2 separate regions of the Rattus norvegicus genome follow, and region 2 is linked to region 1. Evidence: chromatin contacts called from public Hi-C data. All regions are on one chromosome and are shown on one strand. Each heading gives the region's core, a stretch centred on a gene start, on an enhancer-like site or on the middle of the called end of the contact. The rest is flanking DNA. Distances are from core to core; before and after follow the strand shown. Region 1 has its middle 44 kb from the start of Phlda1. Region 2 has its middle 180 kb from the start of Phlda1.

The links. Hi-C and Micro-C count contacts between places; a contact is called where the count stands out from the background.
Region 2: a Hi-C map of Schwann cells shows a contact between it and region 1, with 2.6 times the contacts expected there. The contact joins two enhancer-like sites. A contact is called at or near these places in 2 of 12 Hi-C or Micro-C datasets (Schwann cells and mammary epithelial cells).

Annotation. Positions count from the first base shown.
Region 1 is chr7:48,895,722-48,899,117 of GRCr8, forward strand. No RefSeq gene overlaps it. Among named protein-coding and RNA genes, the nearest start is that of Phlda1, 44 kb to the left of the region's middle. Within about 2 kb of position 1,465, at least 42 of the 93 cell types and tissues checked have an H3K27ac peak or open chromatin away from gene starts, as enhancers often do. A contact at or near this core is called in Schwann cells, where this site is marked.
Region 2 is chr7:49,036,311-49,039,557 of GRCr8, forward strand. No RefSeq gene overlaps it. Among named protein-coding and RNA genes, the nearest start is that of Phlda1, 180 kb to the left of the region's middle. Within about 2 kb of position 1,316, at least 1 of the 93 cell types and tissues checked has an H3K27ac peak or open chromatin away from gene starts, as enhancers often do. A contact at or near this core is called in Schwann cells, where this site is marked.

The DNA.
Region 1 (3,396 bases), core at 215-2,714:
TCTTAGCAACCCTTTAAAGATCCTACTTCAAACCCCACCCACATCCTATATATGAATATTAGAAAGAAAATAAAATGTCCCTCTCTTGTCCTAGGTTTGATGTCTGTATTAAGTCATCTTTGTTAAACCTCAGTCCTGCCTCATAGCAGCTGGTGCCGGGTTCTTTTCTGCATGAAGTCATGGATCTTGGGTTTGTCCAAGTTGAGGTCTTTGAGAAGGACCTCCTGTGGCCCCTGGTTGCTGTAATTCTGTCCTGTGACAGGTGGCTGAGGAATTTACATTACCAGCGATGAACGCTGAAGGCAAAAAAACAAAACAACAAAACAAAACAAAACAAAACAAAAAACAACTGATGCCGCCTGCCTGACTGGAACAAACTGTCTCTGTCTTTGTCACTTAAGCTGCTGGGGGAGCGAGAAGAAGAAATGTGGATGTATTCAGTGCAGATCGGAGAAAGGGATGCACGGGGCTTCCTTTTTGAGAAACGGCCGGAGCATTACCCACTCTCCAGTGCCTCTACAAGCACAGAAGGCCGTGAACTGAGCTGAGGGGTTCATGAATGCCCCCCACTCCCACTTCTGTAATTATGAGGAGTATTTTTTTTCCTTGTGAAGCGTGCTGCTTTGAAGGATGGTGTCTTCCTTTTATAATAAGGAGTTTAGGGAGCTAAGCTGCCATCTGCAGACCCAGATGAGGAGGGATGTTACATTAAAAACCTACCTTGGCCTGAGGAAGAACTTTTAAACTCAGACATGTAGTTAACAAAACTCTAAGCTGAAGTGTGAGCAGAGAAGCTGAACGCTCTCACCCCCGCACACTGAACTCAAATAGACTCAAATGCAGGCAGTGAGAAGCACACCGTCAGGTGTCGATTTAAAGCTCAGCCTCTGGTCTTCACTGTCTGTTTACTCTTGGCTCCGTCTGCTATGTTCTTCGGGAAAACTGTATTTTTGCTTTCCTTTTAACATCTGGAATGTTCTCATTCTGCTTTTATTTCAAACTTCAATCACCCCTACACTCGTTAGATTCCTCTTGAGATAACATTCATGCTCCTGCCTTGTGACTGGAAGCTCTCTGCCTTTCCAGAGGAAAGGCTCTGGGATTCCATCTTTTGAATCCGTGAATCACAGAGGCCTTCCCACTTGCACACTGGCGTGAGTGCAGTGGATTTCCTCTAAGCAAGCCAAGCAAATTCTCTAAGTGCCAGATGTAAGATGGGAATTCAAAGGTCACGGTTCTCCTCTGGGCTGCCCCCATTCCCACCCCAGCTAGGAGTGTGAGAAGTTCACATTACTGCACAAGACACCACTGGGCACTGCTGGCTCCCGTCCCTGCCAACCCACAAGCTCTGCTTTCTGTATCAGAAAATGACTGTTTGTATTTGCAACCCCTGAGCTCGGTCTCTCCTGACCCGAGTCTCCAGCTCTTCCAGACCATGAATTTACATCGTTTCTGTGTGTGCCTTGTTTGACTGCCTCTTCTCCAGCCCCGTGAGACAGTCTGTGGGTGGTTCCCCCTCCCAGCTGCCACCCCCATGAAGAATGACAAGGGCAAAGGTCAGAAACTTCTATGATTCATTTCCTCTTTGCTGCACGCAGTGGATAGCTTTCTGGATGAGTCACTCGGATGCCAAGTAGGGGGGTGGGGTGGGGGCTCCTTTCCATGAGCCCCAAGGCTCTGCTATGCCCTCCGTTAGAAGAACAGAGTTCTTAAGAGCCCCTTTCAAATTTTTGTATTTTCCTCTTGTGGTTTCAAAAGATCATCTGTGCCCCCTTTCTCTGCCCGATTTGTAAATGCAGCCTGCTTGCTTGGCTACCTTTTATTATCTAATGTGGTCTCCCTAAATTTTGACTCCAGAATCGCCAGACACTTAAAACATACCTCAAACTTACTCTTATATTAAAATATTTTCCAGGGGCCAGAGGAATAGCTCGGTGAGCCAAGTGCCCATTGCACAAGCGTGAAGACTCGAGTTCAATCCCCAGAACCCATATGAAAAAGCCAGACGTGGTTTGGGTGGTGGCAGAGGTGCACGCCTGTAATCCCAGCTCTCAGGAGGCAGATACGGGTGGATCTCTGAGTTCAAGGCTATCCTGGTCTTCAATGTGAGTTCTAGGACAGCCAGGACTATACAGAGAAACCCTGTCTCTAAAAAACTAAAACAAACAAGCAAAAAGCTCGATGTGCTGCCTGGTTCACACTCGTAATCTCAGTGCCAAGAGATAGAGAAGAGAGAGAGGGATCCCCGGGACTGCTGACCAACCAGCCTACTCTGATCTGTAAGCTACAGGCCAATGAAAACGTTGTCTCATGAAACAGGGTGGGGCTGGAGAGACAGCTCAGCGGTTCTGAGCAAGCGCTTCTCGCTTCTCGTGCAGAGGCGGTAAGTTTAGTTCCCAGCACTGACTTGGGGTGGATCATAGTCGGCTGTAACTTCAGCTAGAGATCCTCTGACACGGCTCTCTAGGTACCTACCTACATATGAACATACTCACACAGAGATGCACACTCGCATAATTAAAAGTCACTGGACATCGGCGGTGTATTCTTTTAATCCCAGCAGTTGGCGTTGGGGACAGAGGCAGAGGCAGGGGGAATCTCTGAGTCCAAGGCCAGTATGGTATGGTCTATAGATCAAGTTCTAGGACAGTTAGGACTATACAGAGTAACCTGTCTCAAAAACAGAACTAAACAACCAAAAAATAAAAATCAAATGAGTCTTGGAAAACAGCAACAACATGGTGAAGGCATTTGAGGAATGACTTGTGAGGATGACACATGAACACATGGGCACACAGGGACGTGGACATGCATGTGCATGCATATGTATACACATTCACACACAAAATAAAATATGCTGTAACCTCATTTAGACGAGACTGTTCAGAGAAGTGTAGTTATGGCTCCTCAAAAATCCACCTTCCAAGGGGCTGGGGATTTAGCTCAGTGGTAGAGCGCTTACCTAGGAAGCGCAAGGCCCTGGGTTCGGTCCCCAGCTCCGAAAAAAAGAACCAAAAAAAAAAAAAATCCACCTTCCAGGGGCTGGAGAGATGGCTCAGTGATTAAGAGCACTGACTGCTCTTCCAAAGGTCCTGAGTTCAAATCCCAGCAACCACATGGTGGCTCGAAACCATCTGTAAAGAGATCCGATGTCCTCTTCTGGTGTATCTGAAGACAGCTGCAGTGTACTTATATATAATAAATGAATAAATCTTTAAAAAAAAAAATCCACCTTCCAGAATGAGAGTCTGGGGACAGCAGACATCACTGCCATAAGATGACATTTAAACACCTTGCACTGATGTCTCTATCAAGGTGTTGTTTCCTCAATGAAGGGAGGTCACTCTTGTTTCCATCTTTAAAAGGTATGAAGTCAAATATCCAAACAGAAAACTA
Region 2 (3,247 bases), core at 66-2,565, 140 kb after region 1:
CTCCTGGAATTCCTTATGAGAGAAGGTAAAACATATTTTTAAGGGAACTAAAGGTTCGTCCAAGGGAGGGGAGTCTGCGTGTCATGGTATTTGTCAGCTGCTAGGGCAGGAGGACACCTGCCCTGCTTCCTTTGGCCTCAGCTTCTCTGAGTGCTGGAGAGAGGGTTGGAGATAAAAATGGCAGAATCATTGTTTCTGGCTGGAGCTTACCACAGAGAAATGATGCCTAGCTAATGACCTTTTGTGACAACCTTATTTTTACAATCTATTGGGGCCATATGTGGCCTGCAGTGACAGATGGTTCCAATCTGCTGCCGGCCAGATAATGGCTTGTTTTAGAGGCTCAGGATGGCTGTGACACGTCTCAGCTGGACCAGCTGTTGACCCTGTAACTAATGCCTGGTCTGCCTTGAATGAATGCCCTCGACAGAATGTAAAAGACATGCCTCAGTTTGTAGAAGGATGCACATTTCTCTGTCAGGAGAACGAACATATTCATTTGGAAAATATCGTTTCATCACCCCTCTGGTCCCAATAGGGACCAGGAAAACTGGATTCGATCTCGTTCTGTCGGTTACTGGGTGTGTAACTCCAGAGTCCTCACGAAAAACTGTCAAAACTCTTATCCCTAAAATGGATCCTGACTGAATCATTAGAGATTTCCCTGGGTTCGTTTTATCGTTGTCCTTTTAGAATTGTTTTCATCCAAACTGGGGACCAAGTATTTGGTGTGGAAATGTTAAGGATTCATGAACATACCCAGAGCTGACTTCTAAGTTCACCTTTTCCTCTTTGAACAATGGTTCCACCCTTTCAAGCCTCATGAGTGGGGCATGGGAGGCGGAAGTAAGTAATAGAATCCTGTCGCTTTCCAAAAGTCAACAGCTGGACCAGAGCAAAGCTGCCATTTGAACCTTGGCATCCACTAGGCTCATGCTATCCCGTCTCCCTGTGTGAGCAGGAGATGCAGAGAGAGAAATGAAGTTCCAAAGTGTAGACAGATGGTCGACGGTTGGGAACTTCTGTCTCCTCTCCTACCATGCTTTTTCAGTACGTCTGTATTTGCTGTACCTCAGGGTACCAGCCTAATCTATGACAGCGGCTCCTTTACTCTTACTGGAGTCTTGTCACCTCTAGAGCAAGCTCTGGGGACTCAGCCCCCTGGAGCTTCCAGGATGCTGGTTTCCAAAGCTCCACTGCTTTGGGCGATAGGGAAGACTTGGTGCGGAGGGAGGCGTGGTGTGTGGGAACCACTGCGGACTGTTCACATCGCTGGGGCTTAAACCACGCGGGCAGATTTATCATCTTAAGTCCCTTTACTTAGTTCCCGTTTCTGAACCTCTTATTATGTGGGCCTTGTGTTTCCTGGTCATATGAACTTTGAGACAGTGATCCCTTTCTGTGAAGAATGACCTCATTCTCCTCATGGAGAAATTACTTTGGCATTTGAGCAAATAGGAATTAAATTGAAACCCGAGACATTTCTCTGATTGTGGTAACTAACCTTCTCCACCCTGAGGCTCTCCAGGGTTTTCCTGTGGGCTTTGAGTTACATGTTTCTCCCTCTAGGCTCAGATTTAGTCTAAGAATATAATATAAATATTGTTTAAATGGATCCCTCTTGGCCAAGCAGAGGATAAAAAATTCGATCGTGTAGTTAAAAAAGAAAAAGATCAGATATTTAAGTTGACCTTGACGTTTCTGTAAGAGCCACATTACCAGCTAAATTTCCAACTGAGATTTGAATCTCAAGAGGATGTTTTGTTTTAAAATAAAAGAAAGCTAGTGAGGATATTCAAATGCGCCATTGTTGAGTCCAGAAAGGAGTTTTATGGTTCCCATAGGATGCTGCCAGCTTCTCTGTGCATGTGCGGATCATTTTATTACCTTGATCTCCTTTCTCCCATGTGGCATTGTTGGGTCACACCTCCTGTGTCAGGCATAAGGTAGAGTCCTTAGGGGCCTGCAGGGAGGACGGATTGGGTTCAATTAGTTTAAGGTCTTTAGCCTCATAGTCAGTGTTCCTAAAGCCTGCTCTAGGTCCAGAGGCAAGCGGGGGATAGCTGGAGATCATGTGAGTTAGGGAAGAGAAAACCGAGGCCACAGGATGAGGCAGATTTCTCCACATCATGAGATCTGAGCAAAGTTTGACAAGGACTGGTGTATACTAGGTCGACATTATACATTTAGAAAGTGATTCTTTGTGGCCTCAGCGTGGGCAGCTGGGTATATTACTGTCATACATCACCACTCGTGATTCCTATTCACAGTTCGCAGCGCTCAGAGGTTACAGTATAGATTCATTAGATCGTCTACTAGATTATGGTATAGATTCCTCAGGACATTCCGGGCCAATAAAGTTGCCACGCTGTGCCTCACAAGCTGTTGGGGAATAAGCACATTCTGTTGGTGCTTCCCTTCTGTCATGACTTTCGGGTTTCTCTACTTGAACTTCTTGACATTTTGGGTGAGTTTTTTTCCTTGGGAAGATGTTCCATCCATTGTGCAGGCTTGTTCGGTGGTGTCCCGGCCTCCACACCCACCCGAGATGCCGTAGCATCTCAGTCATGCCAGCTGTTGTCTGGGAAGCAAAATCTCCCTCTTCCCCACACAAGAGTTACTGCCTCCGATGATCACTGAACCAGAAGATTAAAAATGAAACGAGCTTATATGTGTTTGTATGCATGCCTGTGCATATATGTTTGGTGCCTCCCAAATTTTATGTTGACACAAAATCACCAATGCCATGGCTCTGTATAATGGAACTTTGGGAGAGGTGAATTTTTCTACTTTCATGTTTTGGGGCACAGCCCTTCCTAATGATACTCCCCAAAGGAGTGCATTTGTAGTCACGTTGTATGAAAGCCCAGTGAGAAAGTGAGGTCTATGAATCTGGAAATATTCATTCATGAGGCAGTGACTCTGCTGGACTTTAAGAACCGGGACTTTAACTGCCGGGACTTTAAGAACTGTGGGGAAAAAATGCTGTCACTTGTGAGATGCCCAGTTCATGGGTTCTGTTACACCAACCTCAGCGGATGAAGACTAATTTTCTTCTTTCTCTGAGATGTGAAACTAGCAGGGGTCTTTTACATCTCACGAGCTTCTTGTGAATAGACAGGCAGCTCTGGTGACTTTTACTTCACAGACTGATTCTCTTTTCCTTCCACTTGAAAAGCTGATTCATCCTGAAGAATGGGGTGACAGCAGATCTGATCCTTGGCAGATTAGAGCTGAGCTGGAGAGA